Linked DNA regions of Gossypium arboreum: region 1 is linked to region 2. A link is a contact called in public Hi-C data. All regions are on one chromosome and are shown on one strand. Each heading gives the region's core, a stretch centred on a gene start, on an enhancer-like site or on the middle of the called end of the contact. The rest is flanking DNA. Distances are from core to core; before and after follow the strand shown.

What was found. Hi-C and Micro-C count contacts between places; a contact is called where the count stands out from the background.
Region 1: a Hi-C map of leaf shows a contact between it and region 2, with 3 times the contacts expected there. The contact joins the promoter of LOC108487475 here to the promoter of LOC108489423 in region 2. A contact is called at or near these places in 2 of 5 Hi-C or Micro-C datasets (both in leaf).

What each region holds. Positions count from the first base shown.
Region 1 is chr10:24,614,793-24,619,044 of ASM2569848v2, reverse strand. LOC108487475 (NAD(P)H-quinone oxidoreductase subunit O, chloroplastic) reads right to left here and starts at 2,475. Exons shown (of 6, transcript XM_017791829.2): 1 at 2,072-2,475; 2 at 1,930-1,985; 3 at 1,499-1,564; 4 at 1,351-1,392; 5 at 938-997. The coding sequence starts at 2,333.
Region 2 is chr10:24,099,925-24,103,900 of ASM2569848v2, reverse strand. It overlaps LOC108489423 (SAL1 phosphatase-like), which reads left to right and starts at 2,423. Exons shown (of 8, transcript XM_017793968.2): 1 at 2,423-2,762; 2 at 2,880-2,961. The coding sequence starts at 2,697.

The sequences.
Region 1 (4,252 bases), core at 1,226-3,725, 520 kb before region 2:
CAAAATCCATTGCCACACTGCCATACTTTGCCCTGGCCACACCCTGCTTATATATACATGTATTGAAATATATACATGTATACATATATAAGCAGGGGCTAGGTGGAGCGAATCAGGCAATCACCTTAACTGGTTCATCCCACCTTCCAAAAAAAAAAAAAAAAAAAATACACCCATCCCACCTCCACTTTTCAGCAAGAAGAAAAAGAAAAACTCTTCATTAGAGTGACTCACTTTTGAAATCAATCATATAGTTCAAGTTTTGCCTTCTCTATAAGTACACATATATACGTACATAAGTATATATGTGTGTGTCAATAATCATTTTACTAGAGCAGGCTAGTTATGCGTGATAATCAAAAGCATTAACAGTGTCTGATTGCTAAGTTGATTGATCATCCAGTAACTTAGCTAAGGTCACAAGCATTCTTGACTATTGGCAGGCATATCAGGCTTATTGAACAAGGATTGGTCTATAATTTTGAAACTTTATTAGTAAACAAGTACTTTGAATGCATTGTGGTAGCTTAGTTTTGCAGTGAATCAGTGGCCTATCCAGCCCCCTAAAATGGAAAATTATCCATTTAGGCCCTTTAGAAATTTTAAAATTTTAAATTAGTGAAGGTAAAATTGCACTTTGCCCCCTAAAAATGATAAAATTTTGATTTAATCCTTTAAAAATTATAAAAAAATAAGCTATTAAAAATTACAATTTAATTCCCCCGCCCCTAAAAATTTTCTGGCTTCGCCCCTACAGTGAATGATGCATAAAGTAGTAAAAAACTTACATTTTAAGATTTGAAATAAGTTAAACTACTTAGCCAAACTAATAACCTGAATGATTTTGGTTCATTTAGTATATAGCAGTACAAAACTAACAAAAGGGTAATTTGCCAAATCGACTCAAGTGGCCAATGAAACAATCTATTAACAGTACCTTGATAAGCATGTCCGTGGGAAGCCAAGCTGGTGCAGTTGGGATGCCGACCCATGCAACCTGAAAAAAGGTCATGCTTAGCTAGATTGAGCCTCGAATGCTCTAACGTCTAACTTAAGAATGGATCAGCATCCGGCAAAATGGGATTGCACAGAGCACAATTATCAGCAGTGGCAAAAACTATTATTCTTTTAACTAGCATTTGTATAACATATTGACATAAAGTTCTCAAAATTTTAGTTCATCATTATGTCACATTAGCTTAAGCTTAAGAATGAAAATTTTCTGATAAGAGAACTGAATTAGCATGATTTGTGGTAGAGAAGAAGCTCTAGTTTTCTGTAATCATCATAGTCTAACAAATGAAAGTGAACCAAAATACTAAGGCAAAGGCTGCAGTGAAAATTTCTCACAAGTGCATGTTCTCCTGTCTCAAAAATGCGTACATCCAGAACCTGATATCATCAAGCAGATAGCAAAAGATTTAATGTCCTTCAAAGATGTCCTAAACAAAACAAAAAGGGGAGAAAGCTTTGATACTCAATGGCTCGATAGTAGCACCTCACCACGGTCTTCGTATATGTAGTCCAAGCCTTTGTAATAGGGGGGATGCCCTACAGATAGATACTAAAACAAAACCAAAACTGTCACTATCCCTGTAATTTTATGCCAAGGGAAATCCAATACAAGTTCAAGCAGCAAAAAGCTTACATAAGTTTGTTTTTCTAAAACAAAAGAAAAAAAAATGTTTGATAATCTCTTATAATCCCCTTTCTTTTTCTTCTCTGTACATAAAGAAAAATTGTCTAATCCAAAGCAAAATTTTATCCCTCCGGAAGATCCCTTCTCTAAAGAGTTTGTATCAACAAGGGAACAAGCATTGTGGAAACAAGGGATTATGTGTCATTTATCCAATTTCTTGCACTTTCAGCAAACTATGTAACAAGAAGAAGATAACCAATATAGCATAAATCAATTCATGTTTCACTTACATTAATACTGTTGAGATACTTGTCTTTATCCACCCTAACAATCTGGCCTTTCTTCACTGCCCAAAACCAAACCCACTTCCATCATTTCAAACCCAAGCAACTTAAACCAATAATTGAGGGAAGTATTTCAGAGAAAACTCACTGGAATAAACAGGCTTTTTGGGAGGTGGCTTAGCGGCGGCGGCGGGAGTGGCTTGAGGTTGAGGTTGAGGTTGAGCATTGCTAGAGCCTTCAGCGTTTTTGGTCTGTGTAGCAGTGGGGTTTCCTTTGTCAGGTTCAGAAGAAGCTTTTATGAGTAAAAATGATGGGAAGCGAAGATGGGTTTTTCTGGTTGTGAAGGCATGTGGGAAGGAAGAGAGGCATGAAGAAGAGGCGTGAGAGAGAGCAGAAGAAGAAAACGCCATGGAAACTACCACTCCTTTGAAGTGAAGCTTTACTGACCTCTTTTTAAGTGCTCTACAGATATATAGATAAGAGATGATGATCTTTTTTTCTTCTTATTCTTGTTTCTAACGGCCAGATTTTCAAGACAAAAAAAACTGTTTGTTTCCGTACATTCTAGTGGGTGAGGATGCATTTTTGATCAATTTTAAATTAATCATATTATTACGTTGCTTAAAGATTATTTTTCTTTTTGAAATTTATTACCTTCACTTTCAACAGTTTTCGCTCCAAATTTAATTTTCTTTTTAAGAGTAGAATGTGTTTTATTTTGTAGCTATGATTTTGATATTTTTTAGATTAATTTCATCTTTCTTTAACAATGTTATCAATTTTAATTCATTTTAATTTGGTTAGTCTTTTTCCTTTTTTTTTCCTCCTATTTCTTAAGAATTAACGGGATGAGGTTGCATTTGGATCAATTTTAAATTCATTTATAATTTGGATGGTATTTCCTAACCTAATTTCATTTTTTTCTACCGACGAGTGAATATTCATTCATTCAAGACTAACAATACAATTAGAAATAAAAAAATCAAACATCTCAAACAAGTTATAAGAAACTAAGCTAAAAAGGACAATTTAATCAATAGTCAAACTAAAGAGAAAAGGCAAGAAAAACAAAAGCACAAGCTTAATATGACGATGATACAAGCATGATCTTAACATTTTCTAGTTTATAGAGTTTAAAACCATAAGAATCAATTAAGAAGCCAATGCCACACTTAAAGCCATAATCTATGTCAAACTTTTGATCATATAGATCTCGGGAACTTGAACTCACCCAACACATTGACAATTATATGGCTTGTTCTCACATTGAGAAAGGTCAACAGATGCACCAACTCTTTATAACATTACAGCCCAATAGTAAAAAAAAAAAAGCTCCAAAAAGAAAAGAAACAACGTTATTCCCTATTAAAAGTATCATGTTTGCATCAAAGGTGACTCAATTTCGAACCCATGTCCATCGCGCTCACAATCATTGCCTAAAAGTCTCATTCTTGCTTTTTGAGCTCTTGAACCAAAGAATAAAAAAAACTCTTGATAAAGGATGATCAAAGAAAGAGTGAGATCGCATCATTGCTACTCAAGGGGCTCTAAGTTGTGACATCATAGGTCCAATGTTGCGACTTAGCTTGATCTTATTGGTCCATCTTTAGGGTACATGTCACGACACCACATGCTTGTTGTCGCAAGTCAAAGACCTTGGTGTCGCGTCTATACAAGTCTGTTGTTACGACACCGAGGCTTTTCGAGATTACTTCATTGGCATGGTGGAAAGCCCGATGTCACGACATCAGAGAATGATGCTGCAGCATTTAGAGTCAAAGGATTCCAGGTTGTGACATCAATATCCCAAGGTTTCAATACCGAAGCTACATGATTGATTCCTTCGCTTGTTCCTCAGTTAAGTCCCTGAAAATGCCTTAGCCACATATTAAGCTCAACTGGACATATAATTGATGTTTTTTATTGCAAATAACATAAAAACCACTAAAAAGTGTAATTAACGTAAATTCTAATCTAAATGTGAAAAAGAGATAAAGGACTCGAAACATCACCCAAAAACAAGCTCTTTAAGTATGAAAAGAGCTTAATTTATCATATTGAAATACGACGTATCAAACTCCCCCAAACTTAAGTCTTTACTTGTCCTTAAGCAAACACACAAAGCATACACAAGATGTCCCTTGAACTAACTTAAGCAATAAGGTGCATGGCAATCAAACATCGAATGTCATATTTCAAAAATCGGGTTAATAGAAATTAGGTCAATGAACCGAGAAAGGTCACGCCCAATTTCTTTTAGATGACCTTAGCATATTTGATAATAAATATCAATTATAGTGATTGAGTAGTGATGGAGCTATCTTTGATT
Region 2 (3,976 bases), core at 1,174-3,673:
CTAACCCTAGGTTGAATAATTGAAATCTCTTTCTAATTAACACCCTAGAATTGCATTAACTCGATCTATGGATTCCCTTATTACGTTCACCCTAATCCGAAAAAATCTTGTCACCCTATCTCTAGGCGCGCAATCAACTCCGCTTAATTATGACAATTTTACTCTTAAACAGGGTCTATTCCTCCTCTAAATAAGAGCGTTAACTTGAATCAATATCCTGGAATATTAAAACAAGAATTAAGAACACATAATTAAGAACAAGTCAAATATTTATCATACAATTCAGATAATAATAACAAAGCTTGCCTTAGGTTTCATTCCCCTTAGGTATTTAGGGGGTTTAGTTCATATTTATGAAAGAAAACATCTCAAAAGCATAAAGATAACAAAACATAAGAAAATCCAAAACTTCTGAAGGAACTTGAAGGGAGATCTCCAGTCTTGATGATGAATCCGACTCTTAAGATGGATCAATCAGCTTTCCTTGAGTAATTCCTTGATTCCTACTCTACGTCCCCCTCCTAAGTGCCTCCTCCAGTGTTTAAATATGCTTTTGAACGCCTAAGAGCCCTAAAAATTGGCCTTTCCTAATAGGACTAAACTTGGGCTCAGCAGGGACACGCCCGTGTGCGATTATTCCAGCCCATGGTCAAAGCTGTTAAATAGGCACGGGCGTGTGGTCTACCCATGTAAGTCGTGCTTCGATCCTGCCAAATTGACACGGCCGTGTGACACACCCGTGTGAGGAAGTCTAGGCCGTATTGTTTTCCTATATTGGTCCATTTTCTCTATTTTCGACCCGTTTCTCGCTTTTTTTACTCTCCTATGCTCACTTAAGTATAAAACATGAAATTAAAAGGATTAGGAGCATCGAATTCACCAAATTTAAGGAGAAATCATCCGTAAATGCAGTAAGCATAGGATAAAAATATGTATAAATTACAGTTCATCAAAATATTTGAGCAAATCAAGTATGGATCATTGGAAAGCGACGAAATGATTCATACATTATCTTCATAAAACAAAACATTACATGGCAACAAAAAGGTTCATACATTATCTTCAAAAAACAAAACATTACTTGCTCAGATATCGGAAGTCTAATAAGTTAGAGACCGCCAGGTATACAGACTTCAATTTTAGTGGAATATTTTGTCACTAAGTTACAAATTGTGACAATAAATTGCGGTCATTTGTTCCAATAACAACAAGAGCACATCAAAGTCAAAGCACATAGACTTTAAATTCATGGTTTTTAAAGTAAGAGTTCAGAGTGAGTCATGTGTCTATAAATAATATTGGGACAAACTACATTATTGTAGATTCATTTACTGAGGGACTACCACCCAAGGCTTTTATGAGCACATTGCTCATATAGGTGTAATGTCTTTTTAGGATATTTAGTTTTAGTGGGAATTTTAAAAATTTTTTGTTATACACATTTTTAGTTATTTCAATTTATGCATATTAAGGTTATTTTCTATAGAAATAAGGTTTATCTGGTTTATTTACACTCTGATTTTGGTAAGACTTGATCTCACTAAGATTAAGGTGGACTAGTTAGAAATAGAAATGTTTAGGTCACAATACATAAAATTTCCATGCTACACATTTATATTTGATCTATATCATTTTTTATTAATATATGCGATCAAGGATGTATTCAATTATGATATATGTAACGAAAGTTGTCTTGATTATTTGTTAACATAATTAATAGATAAGATTGTCTGGAATACCTTTTGGATATGATACTAAAGTTTTAGCTCATAAGGTTATATAATAACGTGTGGTTATAGAGTAATTAGTATATATATGTGGTCCAAGTGGGAGATTGTTGAAAAAATATGGACATCACATATATAATAAGAATAATTACATGTTTTTATTTACTATCATAAAATGTTAGCTCAATTTAAAAGTGATCTAATTTGGTTAAGGTTTATTGGGCTTCAATTATTAAATAAATTATGTACCAAATATGTGTAGATACTCTAAAAAACTAATTTCTAATTGATGATGAGTTGATTAGAAATTTAGGTTAATATGCAAAAGTTATACATTAGTGTTATAGTCCCCAAATTACACACGTAACTTTTTTATATTCCATCTTTAAAAAAGAGAGAGTTGTCATTCTTTAAAAAACTTGTGTGTTAATTTAGATTATCAAAATCAAGAGATTTCGAGATATCAATGGATTTAAGTACATTTGCGCATCTAATTTTCTTATTCTTAATGATTTGATATTATAAAGCTTGATTTATTGAATTTTGTACCAAAATTTTGCTGTTATAACACATTAATCATATCTACATATAACATTTTTAACAATTTTTGCAAAGGCATGGTATGTTCTTAAAAGCTGAAATTTACAAAATAAAACTCATAAATTATTGACTAATGATTAAACTTAATTAAACAAAGAATTAGGTGATGATTGAGGAAGCACCATATATTAGCTGCCAATGAATTTTCAGTATTTCACAAGTAATGTCTTTGGTCGGATATATATTAATCATTACTCAAAACGAGAAAGTGAAACTGAAAGTTGCTGGAAATTTCATCACTCAATCGGCTGGTAGCGCGAAGTTTCGTACTTTAAAATTTATCTTTTAATTGGTTGAGATTTATTAGTCGCAACCCTCTCTCTTCTTCATCTCAAGTACTTGCCCCTTCCTCCTTCTGTGGCTTTTGCAATGGCTTATGATAAAGAGCTGGCTGCCGCCATCAAAGCTGCCTCTCTCGCTGCTCGTCTCTGTCGGGTAATTTCCCTTCTCACCAAAAACCAAAAACAAAAACCCCCATTTTCTCTGCATTTTCTGTTCTGGATTTTCAATATTTTTCTACGGAAACTGAATTAGGGTTTATGTGGGTTTCAGAAAGTTCAAAAGGCGTTGCTTCAATCAGATGTTCGATCAAAACATGGTAGGAATAAAAGTCCCGTAACAGTAGCTGATTATGGTACGTTTCCTTTACTTTCTTTGCGCCTCTCGTTGACTTGCTCTTTTCTTTTGCCTTAATCTTGTTGTTTCTTATTCAAATATACATTCTGGATTCAGAACGTGTTTCAATTTTTAAGCATATGATTAATGCCCACAAGTTGAAATATGAACCAATTCTGTGGCTTAATTCACAATTTTGCTTTCAAATATACTCATTTTCTTACATCTATTATTTTTCTATTTTAGTATTTAAAGTTTTTTTTTCAATATGCTACCTAAACCATACCTCGGTTTTTTTTAAAGCTTTATGTTAAATTTGGTTTTTCGTGATACCTAAATTTTTTATTTTATCCTAGATTAATATTTAAATTATCATTTTATTATTCTATTCAACTTTTTTTAGTTGACAAATTATGCCCATCAAAATGTGTCACATGACATATTCAACCAATGAAAATGTATCACATGACAATTAAGTTTATTTAAAATAAAAATATTTACTCACCATTAACGGAAATTGACAAAATTCAAATATATATATATATATATATATAAAGTTTTGAGATTTTGAAATTTAGATATATTTTTTTCGTAGTTTAAATCAGTTTCGATTAGAGTTTTGTTGGTTGAAGATGAGTCTAGATTCTTTTAATTTATGAATTGGTTATTATAATAGCCTAGTGTTGTCTCTTTTCTACCAAAAAATACTTTCATATAATATTTTTATTTTTTAAAAATTTATTTTTATATATTTTAGAATTTTATAAAAAAATATTTTTAAATTTTTTGAATTATTTAGACATTATATATATTTGTCTTTTAAACAATATTATATATAATATTAAAAATAAAAAGAAGGTTGAGTGGCATGTTACGTAATCACTCAACAGTTGGTCAATATCGATCAACAATGGTTAACGATTGATCAATATAAGTCAACTTTGACCAATAGTTAGTCAATGTCTAATCAATGATAGATCAATATTTTTATTTTAAATAAACCTAATTACCACGTGGTATATTCTGAGTAGTTG